2 separate regions of the Sus scrofa genome follow, and region 1 is linked to region 2. Evidence: chromatin contacts called from public promoter capture Hi-C data. All regions are on one chromosome and are shown on one strand. The core of a region is the stretch at or near the end of the contact, and the rest is flanking DNA. Distances in the headings are between cores, read along the strand shown. Region 1 holds the start of FLOT1 (flotillin 1). Region 2 holds the start of PPP1R18 (protein phosphatase 1 regulatory subunit 18).

What was found. Promoter capture Hi-C pulls out the DNA fragments that hold promoters and counts their contacts.
Region 1: a contact with region 2 is called in a promoter capture Hi-C map of liver, with 3 times the contacts expected there. The contact joins the promoter of FLOT1 here to the promoter of PPP1R18 in region 2. A contact is called at or near these places in 2 of 5 promoter capture datasets (fetal liver and liver), 26 of 47 Hi-C or Micro-C datasets (adipose tissue, blood, brain and 15 more) and 2 of 2 datasets of contacts at active chromatin or transcription factors (alveolar macrophages and skeletal muscle).

Annotation. Positions count from the first base shown.
Region 1 is chr7:23,262,082-23,267,390 of Sscrofa11.1, forward strand. It overlaps FLOT1 (flotillin 1), which reads right to left and starts at 2,517. Exons shown (of 12, transcript NM_001128483.1): 1 at 2,475-2,517; 2 at 2,113-2,188; 3 at 1,936-2,026; 4 at 1,568-1,711; 5 at 1,095-1,214; 6 at 911-1,006; 7 at 549-701. The coding sequence starts at 2,517. It overlaps IER3 (radiation-inducible immediate-early gene IEX-1), which reads right to left and starts at 4,824. Exons shown (of 2, transcript XM_001927551.4): 1 at 4,509-4,824; 2 at 3,479-4,412. The coding sequence starts at 4,787. The coding sequence ends at 4,221.
Region 2 is chr7:23,218,146-23,223,783 of Sscrofa11.1, forward strand. It overlaps PPP1R18 (protein phosphatase 1 regulatory subunit 18), which reads right to left and starts at 2,170. Exons shown (of 3, transcript NM_001128480.1): 1 at 569-2,170. The coding sequence starts at 2,170. NRM (nurim (nuclear envelope membrane protein)) reads right to left here. Exons shown (of 4, transcript NM_001123151.1): 3 at 5,392-5,568; 4 at 4,795-5,076. The coding sequence ends at 4,795.

The DNA.
Region 1 (5,309 bases), core at 1,267-3,766, 44 kb after region 2:
GAGCAAACTCTCCAGCACAGGATCGGAAAGTGATGAGGACTGACTACACCTCCCTGCATCATCAAGGGCCCCGAGTCTCACTTGGTGGATTCAAAGCCCAAGTCCATGTTTTTCTTCCTCACACCCTTCCGTGGTCACCAGGGCTGCTGTGAGCCCCTGGAGTACCCTGAGCAAGTTAGAAAAAGGCACCCCTTTCCTCTAACTGGATGCAGGCCCACTGACCCAGGCCCGAAGCACAGCTTGGTGCGTGGAGCATGGGCTGGATCTTAGCTCTGGTTCATGCCCTCATCCAGGTGCCTGTGCACAGGGCACAACCAGCCCCAAGCCTGTCATCAGCCCTACCAATGATACTCTTTCTAGGCTTTTTCACTGCTTTTCAGTTGAAATGTTTAGGTCTTTTAAATCTTCCTCATATGGAGGAGCTGGGTCAGAAGTGGAGGGCCAGAATAAGGGAACTGGAGTTAGAATATGAGAAAGAGTGGCGGCCTGAGAAGAACGGGTTGGGGGTGAAGTCCAGCCGGCCATTGGGCCAGCATGGTGGCTCTGACCTGAAGCTGATAGGCCAGGTCAGCCTGCGCTCGCCGGGTGTTGACCTCGATGTCATAGGCAGCCTTCTTCAGCTCGTAGTCCCTCTGCGCCTTGGCCATCTCGATCTCACTCAGGTATTGAGCAGACACCTTTTCCTGCTTGGCTTTGGCCTCCTGTCCATGCAGAGATCAGGAAGGGAGTCAGAGTAGGAAGAGGAAGGCCCCGGGGAGAGAGTCTGCTCTCCAACAAGCTCCCCATCTTTGCCCCACACCTGGCCTCATCTATATCCTCGCTGCCCCCACTCTTCTAGCCTCCATGCTGCCCCCTCTCCCACCAGATACTCAATAAGCCCGTAGTGACCAAGTGACCCCGTCTCTCTCACCCGGATCCCAGCATCTCTCTTGGCCTCTGCTTCCCCAATCCGAGCATCTTTTTGGACTTGAGCTGTTCGGGCCTTCCCCAAGGAGTGCAAATAGTCCTGTGGGAGCAATGGAGAAATCAGAGTCCTTGGGAGGGTTTAGGAGATGGGGGCAGGGCTGTGGAGAGGAGCCACTGCCTGGGTTTACCTGATCATCGTGAATGTCCTTCAGGGTGTAGCTGACCACGCTGATGCCCATGTTGACCAGGTCTGAGGAGGCCACTTTGAAAACTTGCTCAGAGAATTTCTGCCTGTCCTTATAGATTTCCTAGGATAACAGGAAGAGAGGTGGATGTTCTGTTGTGGCTCAGGGGTAATGAGACCGACTAGTATCCATGAAAATTAGGCCTTGATCCCTGGCCTCACTCAGTGGGTTAAGCACCCAGCATTGCTGTGGCTGTGGTGTAGGCCGGCAGTGGTAGCTCTGATTCCACCCCTAGCCCGGGAACTTCCTTACGAAGCCCTAAAAAGCAAAAACAAACAAAAAAGACACGAGAGAGGGAAGGAGGAACGTAAGTGCTCGGATCCCCTGGCCACTGTCTCCTACAGGTTAGCTCAGTCCTTAACCCCCCACTCCCACCCCAGCATCCTTTACAGATCTTTCCGGGCCCTCAGGCCCACCTCCACAGTCATGTGGGCCATGATAGCCCTCTGGTGGCCCTCCAGCGTCTCCAGTGCGATGTGGGCAATCTCAGCCTCCGTCTTCCCCAGGAACATCTGGCAGGCAGCCGCCAACATCTCCTTGTTCTGGCCCTGGATTTTCACCTGTAGCCAAAATACGGTTAGGGATAACCTAAAGGTCTCATGAAGCCAGGGGGAAGCTGGGAGAAAAGTGGGGAGAAGTCAGGTGCCTTGGGAGTCACTGGAGAAGTGGAGACATTTCTCATCTGCAGAGGTTGGGAAAGCCACGGTCAGAAGAATCTTAACGTCTGGGGATAGAGAAAGTGACAGGGGAGTAGGCTTTGAGGGAAAGGCTCTGAAAGCCTCACCTGGGCAATGCCAGTGACTGAGATGGGGACCCCATGGCGAGTGTAAACCTTTTCACTCTTGACATTGAGAGTCAATGTGTTGAGAGAGATCCTAGGGAAAAAGAAGGAGTGAACAGTGTGAAAAGGAGGAAAGAGAGAAGACAAGGGTTCCCTTTCCTTAGTTCTCCTCTCACCTACCTCTGGATTTGCTGGATGCAGGGCAGGACAAAGACACGACCTCCAGCCACCATGACTGGGGGGCTCCGGCAGAAACCTGGAAGGTCGAGAGGCAGTGGGCTGTGGTGGCTGGTGGCCAAAGTAGAGCTGGAACGTGGAAGAGAGAACTGGGCAAGGGCGGGGGGGCATCCCCACGAGGAAATCCGGGAGCGGGCGGGGCAGGGGGCGGGGAGCCTGGGCCTTGGAAGGGTATCGCTTGCAGCCGTGAGGGGTGGTGTGGGCGGAAGGCTTGGCGCTGGGGAGCTGGTAGGGAGAGGAGGAAGGGGCCTCTGCAGGGACGGAGGGGGGTGCGGGTCACTAGATGAGATGAGAACAATACTTACCAGAGACCACCATGGCCTCGTTTGGGCCACAGGTGAAAAACATGGCTCAAGGTGGAGCTGGAGGAGGGGGATAGAAAGCCTTTGCAGATCGGAAGGGGCGCCGTGGAGTACACAGGAGTAAACCTCTTCCTTTTCCCTGGCAGTCCCGCCCAGTCTGTGGCCGCAGCGGCCCAGTCGCTTCCTCACCCATGGATCCGCTAAGGCTTTTTCCCTGTGCAATTTCGCAGATCCCCAGCGACTGCCTGCTCCCTGCCCCTTGCTGTCCCTGCCCCACCTTCAGAAATGACTGTTTCTCCCTTCTCCCAGCCCCTAAAGGCCCCCAGACCCTTGCACCACCCTCCCCGCTCCTCCGCAGCCCGACTCCATCTCCCCTCCCCCAACTACCTTCCTGGACGCAGGCGGCGGCCGGGCAGGGGTCCCTGGCAGGGCGGGGGCGCGCAAGGGACCCGTGCGCGAAGCAGGGGAAGCTCGCGCAAGGCCTTTCAAGAAGCGGGATCTGGCTTGGCGCCCGCGCCCCCTACCCGGCCACACCCTGTTGCTGCGGCAGACACGACCCCGCCCCCCGCAGCACCCCACCCGCCCCCGGCGCTCGGCCCGCCCCTTTCCCGGCAGGCCCTGCTCCGGCCCGCAGCTCGCAAGTTCCCCGCCCACCCCTGCGGCCGAGCGAGCCACGAGTGGGACTGGGAGCCCCGCCTCACGCCCCTCCCCACGCTCCGCCCCAGCGCGCGGGACGTGACCTTCGTGTGTCCCGCACCCCGGGGTGAGAGATTGACTCATCTCGGATTTGCCCCGCAGAAACTAACTGGGAATACCGCAGACTGGGCAACGAACGACAGCATCCGGTCACCGGATGCTGGGTTCCGAGCCTCGAGTCTCGGGGCGGGAGCCCAGGGCCCCCGGGAGGAGAGCCCTCTGGGGATGTGGTCGTGGCTCCTCCCGCCCGGCCCTGGAGCCTGAAGTCTATGAGGAGTGGGCATCACCGCTTGCAGAGACACTCACATGACTGTTGACAGTAAATCAAGTTTATTTGTGTTCACAGAACATACTGGGCGACCCCACAGCCGCCCTCTGACAGCCCACTCACCCCCGCAGCCACCCCTTGGGGGCAACTTCAAGGAGATCGAAGGCCAAGGACAATATTTCCACGGTCCCCCGAAGCCTCACATAGTAGAGCCGAGAGTTCAGATGCTGGAGGACCTAAAGTGTCACCCGCTAAACCTAGGACCCACCACCGTCTTCGATTCCCAGCCCGGACCCGAGTTTTCTCCATCCCTCTCCCACCCTCCCTCAGTTCTGGTGCTTGCCTCCACCAATCCCACAGAACTCAATAAATACCCAGAGATCTGCACTTGCAGCAGGGAGCACATCTCGCTCCGCAGCATAAGTTAAAATAAATATTAGGTGCCCCCCTCCATCACCTAGGGGGACATACATAAATACATATAAATATTATTAGGAGCAATGAGAAATAAATTAACAACAGTCTTCCTCCCCATCCGGCCCAGCCCCAGCGTGTCGGTGCCTGTCTCTCCCAGGCTCCCAGGGCGGGCGTCTCCGCTGTAGTGTTCTGAGTGTGAGTTGCCTCAGGAGTCCCAGTTTGGGATACGCTCTTGCGCACCAGGTACACCCGGTGTTTCCTTGTGTTTTCAGATTCTTTTGGGGGTGTGGGCAGTCAGGGTTAGAAAGCGGCTGGGTGTTGCTGGAGAAAAGTGCTGAGGTCCAAAGCGTAGTCCGAGGGCTCCGAGGTCAGATTAAGGGCTCAAGAACTGGGGGCGCAGCGGTGGGCGCGGGGGATGGGGCGCTGGGGGTGTCTTCAGGGGCCAGGGGTGCCGACACACCCTCTTCAGCCATCAGGATCTGACAGAAGACGATGGTAAGCAGGAGAAAGAGTAGCTTTTTGGCAGGGTTCGGATCCTCGACTGGCAGCTGGCGCCGGACCTGAGGGGAGATGACAAAAGGGGGTTAGGTCAGGGCCCCGGCATCCAGTGGTTTACCCTGCTCTTCCCCCGGGCTGTCCGCTTCGCCGACACTCACCACTCGTGGGTAGAGGACCCGACGGCTGCGCTTTCGGAGCCCGCGGGAGGCGCTGGGGCGCGCGGCGGGGGCCACCGCGGGCTCCGGGAGAGGATCGAAGGTGAATATCTCGGGACCAGAGCCTCGCCGGGGCACCGGGCTGGTGGAGGGGGCCGGGGTCGGGGCCCGCAGGATGGTCATGGTAGGGAGAGAGCTGCGAGAGTGACACATTGTGCGCCGAGCTGAACAGAAGGACGACTGGCCCCACAGCCCCGCCGCGCCAGTTATGTACTCGAGCATGGGCGGGCCCTTACTCAACTCCACCCGCGGCTGAGAGCGGTTGGCCGGGCGGCTGGAAATTCCGACGGTTAAGCAAAGGGAGGGGGTGGAGAGTTGGCCAGGGTCAAGGAAGGCCTCAAGTGTGTGTTGTGAGTTGTGAGTGGAGGCGGGTGAAATCCCGGGCTGTGGACACATGTGGGGACATGTAGCAGCTGGAGAGGTGCCCACAGACTGTTTGAGATGGTTCAGCCACAAGCCCCATCTCTGGGGAGGCAGGAAGGCTTAAATAAGGAAGTCTGGCCATTCTGCTACAATATTGACCCAACAAAAGAACCACAGTTACACATGCACATTCACACGTCTGTGGGGATTAAGAGGCAAGTCACTACAGAAATAGCCAAAAAGCCTAAGGGAAACCAATACACTGGCACACACACACCACACTGCAGAGGCAGAAAAATTTCTCCTTTGGCTGGTCTAATAATTAAATTGACATAGGATAGATTAACAAGAGAAAACAAATTTAATTGCATGCTTACAGGA
Region 2 (5,638 bases), core at 920-3,419:
CCCCTCCCCTCCCCCCGAAGGACATCTCCCCTCCACTCTGCCTTGCATCCCTCTGCCTTGCATCGTGAGACCTTTTTCCACTTACTCCCCACTGCCATTTCTCCCTAGAACCCCAAAGCCACCCCCTCGGCCTCCCCAGGCTTCCTACCCCAACACTCTCTCCCCTGGGAGGCTGGCAGTGCTTTTGCCCTGTGGAGCCTGCCCTCACAGGTGCCGGGCTGTGGTCTCGGTTCAAGTCTCCCACCAGATGGGCTGGATTGGGTCAGAGACTCAGGAATGGAAAGAATGGGGGGTGGGGGGTGCTCAGAGCCCGAGGGAAGGGAGAGCGAGCAGCTGGAGCACACCCTGAGAGAGACACACCCAGGACACAGGCTGGATCCTGGGGCTGGGAAATGAATGGAAAAGAAGGACTACAAGACGGAAGGGTGTGTGTACAGAGAGGAAGGGTGGTGGCACGAATTAAGAAAGAACAGACAGAAGACCGGGGTATAAAAAAAAGACAGAAAGACAGGAGTCCACAGAGAACGGACCAGTGGGCTTCTAGAAGTCTGGCTCGGCTGCTCCCTACCTGTTTGTGGTGCCTTTCAGGGGACCCCTTGGCAAGGCAGCTGCGGCTGAGGCGGAGGTAGCCCCCCAGAACCAAGATCTCCTCGGCAGTCGGGTACCGCTTCTTTCCAGCTCCGGGGACTGCAGCGTCAGCTGTGGCTGGGGTGGCTGGAGTGGCAGCAGCTGCAGGGGGCGCGGACCGTCGGGGGTTGACTGTGAAGGTGTGTCCGCTGCGGCGGGGGGCCCCCACCCCTGGCCCCGCCTTCACCCCATAGAACAGCCGGCTCATGAGGGGATCCCCAGGGGGCTGGGGGGCAGGTGGGGCTGGGGGTGGGGGAGACAGAGGGGCTGCTGGTGGGGGCCGAAGTTCCCCTGCTTCCTCTTCCTGCTGTCTAGAGCCTCCAGTCCCAGCGTCCTCTGGTGGGAGGGGGGAGGGCACTGAGCAGCGGTTCTGCAGGGCGCTCAGAGGCCTGCCCTGAGCCCCTGCCTCCTCCTTCTCCGCCTCCCCTTCTCCAGCTTCCGCACCAAGAGGCCCCAAGTGCTTCTCTGCAGACTCCGGTTTCTGACTCTGAGTCTCTGTGTCCCTAGGTGTCCGATCTCGAACCTTCCCAGAGTTCAGGGTCCATTTCCACCCTTCTGACAGCCGCAAGTCCCTCTCGCCATCCTCCACAGGGATGGGCCTCTGGTCTGCTGCCTCCACTCCTCCAGAGCTGCTGCCTGCAGCCTCCATTGTCAGGGTCTCTGGCGACCCTGTAATGTCTTCTGGGACCATCCCTGGAAGTGTCCTCTCTTCTTTCCTCCCACATTCCTCCAAGCAGTCTTTTCTTTCTTCTCCTGAGCTCAGCCTCCACTCTGATGCCTCCAGCACCAGACTCTGTTCCTGAGACTCTCCGGAGTCAGGCCTCCGTTTATGGGCGTCTGTCAGGCCCAGCTTCTCGTGGTCAGAGACCGCCGGGCTCAGTCTACTTTCCACCACCTCTTTTCTCCTGGGGCTTTGTTCTTGAGGCTCTGCAGGTCTTAGACTCCTCTCCGGAGTTTCTCCAGGGCTCAGCCTCCATTTCCGCACCTCTGACAGCCTGGAGCTCCGGTCTCCAGCCTCTCCTGGGCTCTGCCTCCAGTCCCTAGACTCCAAAGGCCTGGGGCTTGACTCTCGAGCTCCCCCTATCCCCAGCCTCCTCTCTCTGGCCTCCCTGGGACTGAGCCGCTCTTCTCTAGACTCTCTTTCCTTGGGGCTCTGATCCCTCATCTCCCCAGGGCTGGATCTCCACTCCCGGGCCTCCAAGAGCCCAGGCCGTCTTTCCGCAAGTAGCTCCTCACTCCGCTGCTGCTGCTGCTGCTGGCGCTCTTGCCGAATAAAGCGGTTCTGGTGCACTGGCCCAATGGCCTCCAGGAGGACGGCAGACTTGTCTGGGTCTGGAGGTCCAGCCTCCGTAGTCCCAGGCGCAGGGCTAGGCTCCCCAGGAGACAGACCAAGCTTGGCTCGGCGGCGCTCCAGAAGCCCCCGCTTCCAGGCTGGCATCTGGGACAGCCGTTCCCGTTCTGCCTTCTCCCGGCCACGAACGGCTGCCTCCTCCTGCCGGCGCCGGGCTAGCAGCTGTAGCTTCCAGTCCGGGATGGTGGCCATGGTCGACTTGGGGAGGGTGGGGGAGCGCTGGGGGCAGAGAACAGGAAGGAGAGGCTCCAGAAAGGCCCAGGGGGTGAGAATAGGGGTGGGCGGAGAGGAAGTGGGGGGAGAGGTGGGACTCGGAAGAGGACAGAGGAGCTGAGAGTGAGGAAGGACAGAGGGAAAGAGGGAGAAGAGGGAGGGCAGAAAAGGGGGAACACTGAGAACGCGAAGAAGGAACTAAGAGCCAGGTAGAGGGGGTGGGGGGAGGGAGTTGAGAGGAAGAGTGGAGATTCAGGGCAGAGGTAGGAGTCAGATTTGTCAGCACAGGTTAATGGGCATCAGACAGTCCCGAGGATGTGAGAAGACTGAAAAACGAAAGAAGTTGGCGCGAGGGAGGAAGAGAAAAGAGAGGCTGGGGGTGACGGGAACAGGATCCAGGCAAGGTTGCCTCACCGCTACCCAGGAGCGCTGAGAGCTGGAGGAGAGGTCAGGGAATCCCGCCGGAGAGGGGGCAGTGGGATCTGCACGGGTGTCGGGAAGGTGGGAGGGCGGAGAGTGGACGAGTCCTGGGGAGAAGGGGAAATCGGGGCAGAGGGGTGAGGGAGCTCCGCGGCTGCAGCCCGGCGAGTCTCAGCACGGGCCCCGGAGGTCCGGGCTCCCCTTCCAGCTCCGCTCGGGCCACGCCTCTCCGGCCCCCCAGCCCCCACCCCCCGCCCCGCACTCCGCCCCGAGGCGGGTCAGGGGAAATACCCTCCCCCGGGGACTTTCGGAACCCGGGCGTCAGACCTGCCAGCACATTCCCAGAACCCTGGCGTCCACCCCCACCCGGTCCCCGTACCACCGCCTGCCTCCTGCACCGGCGGTGCCCCGGGACCCAGGCATGCGAAGGACCAGCTCCACGCCTCCGGAGCCTGCCAGTCCCGTGCCCGGTATCGGCTCTCACGGAACCCCGACATAGCCGGCCATCCCCAGCCGGCTCTGGCCGCACAGACAGGCAATCTCGGCACAAAGAGGAGACAGCCCAAGGTCCGGGCCGGGGACGGGAGAAGGGACGGGAGAGAGGAGACACCCTCCCCAAGTCTGAAGCCCCTCCGTCAACTCACTCGCCGCGGGGCTCCCGGGGGCGGGGGTGCGGAGGAGCCTGGTGTCCGGAGAGAGGAGGAGAGAGGAAGAGGAGGAGAGAGGGATCGAGGGAGATCCGGAGACAGGCGGGAGGGGAGGAGGGAGGGGGAGGAGGAGGGAAAGAGGGAGCGGAGGAGGAGGAACGGAGACAGAGACCTGGGGGCCGGGCGGGGGGCGGCGACCGCTTTGTCTGAGGACAATGGGGAAGAGCGAAGGGGGCGCGGGGCGGAGCCGGACTAGGGGGCGGAGCCTCGCCCTCTTCGACCCCGCGTGGGATTGGGCTCCCGGACACCTCTTTTCCCGCCGCAAGCCCTGGCCTTTACGCTGTCTGTCCCCAGGGCCTCTCACCCGGCTCCCGCCCGGTAACCCGGGATAACCCAGGTGTCCAGACCCCCCGCCCCCAGCTCGCCGACCCAGGGCGGCGGCCCGTGACTCAGGCCCCTCGAGGGACTTGGGGAGGAAGCAGCAGCTGCTCTGAGCGGGGCCCGCCCTTCCCATCTCCTGCCGCTCCTCCCCACGCTTTTGCTTTCCCCGGCCAGCCTTTGTTAGTGTGGGGGCCGGGGCGGCCGCAGGGCTACGGGGGGCCCGTGGTGGTGGCGGTGGTGGGGCATCGGCAGGAGCTGTGCTCGGAAGCCAAAGGTTTCGGAAGCTCGCTTTCTTACCCGAGCCGCTGTCCCCACTCTTCAGCTTCAACCTGTCTCCTGCCGGGGCCCCCAAATCTGCAGCGAGGAAATTGGGGGATTTGAAGGAGGGGTGGGTCCTTTGGGAGTGGCCGCCGCCCAGCGGTCGCCAGAGGGCGCGGCGGATGCCTTGACTCGGGCTTGGCTCGCCTGTCCTTCCCAGAATCAGCCCTGCAGCTTGAGAGGCACTGGACAGACTGCATGCTACATGTAGAAAAACCAGGCTGGATTTTATTTTCTTGTAGCGCGAGTTCCTCGGGAGAGCAGGGAGCACTTAGTCACCTGAATTAAGAGCGGGAGAATCTGCCCAACTAAGTTCGAGGATAGAGCCCAAGGGCAAGGGCCTATGGAGCTGGAGAGGCCAGGCGGTGGGGCTGGCCTGCAGCTGCAAGGCCTGGAGCCTGGGGTGGGGGGGTGGGGGGCAGCCTCTATTGTCAAACTTGCAGACCTTGGTCCAGCTTCTAGGAGGTGGAGCAAGATGTGGGAAGAGAATCCCTGAGGCGCAGAGGCGAGTAACAGGGCCAGGGGATTGGTCAGGCCAGGCCCTTCTCCTTGTAAGGAGGTTGTAAACGGAGGGTCAAGCCCTAAACTATGAGGAGAAAGATAAAGTTTCCCACTCCCTCTTCCTGGCTGGTGAGAAGTGGACCTTGGCGTCCAGTAGCTGAAACTCAATTTAGGGTCTAGAGCTGGACCCAAGAAGGAGAGGCTTAAGCAGGGGAAGGGACAGGTCCTTCAGTCCTTGGATTTGGGTCTCTGGTCTGAAGCAGACAGGTCCTGGATGAGAAGGGGTTTGGAATTGGAGGGAGAGGAAGTGTAGGGCTTGGAACCAGGGTTAGCTTCTCACTCAGCCTCCCCATCCTGGGGCCGGGAGAGCAGGTGGAGTTTTCTTTGCAGCTGGGCCCGGAGGTAGCGGAGGTCTTGCTGGTCAAGTCCGTGAGCCAGGCCCAGGTAGAGGGTAAGGAGGAGAGCAAGAAGGAGGCGGTCAGTGCCCAGAGTGGGCACCACCCAGAGCACTGTCAGCAGCTCCACGCACACGGGGTGGCGCAGGTGAGAGAAGAGTCTCAGAGCTCGGGGAGACTTCAGGGCCAGGGGCTCACCCAGCCCCAGCACGTGGTAGTACACCTGGGAGAGGGAGAACGGCTTAGAAGTGGACTCAAGCCCTTGTCACAACTTGGCTGCCTCTTTCCTCCCCTTCCAGGCACCCTCCTTCTATAACTCAGGTTCAATCCAAGAACCACCCCTCTGAGACTTGGGCCCCTGAATTTTCCCCAGGTCCAGAAGAGCCATGGTTTCTGGCCTTTGGGGGGAGACTATCTTACAAGAAAGGGAGGCGAGGGAGTCAAAAGCAAGAGGAAGGAGGAGGAGGGACATCCTTGGAAGGGAAAGAGGTGTTCTGGAAAGAATCAGAGGTCTCAGGGAGGGATCTGGGAGCCTCACCTGTTTGAGGCCCATGAGTTCTGCGTAGTCAAAGACGAGAAGGATGCTGAAGATGAGGAGCCAGGAAATGACGTGGAGCACAAAGCAGAGGAGGGGCACCCAGGTGGCCCATGGCTCGGCCTGAGCCTCCCACAATACCGGGCCCCTGGGTACAGGCTCCCAGTACCGCATCACCAGCTGAAGAAGGATGAGGGGGTGGGTATCCGAGCAGCCCACTCCTGAAAGACCTAGACCCAGAGGCTGCCCC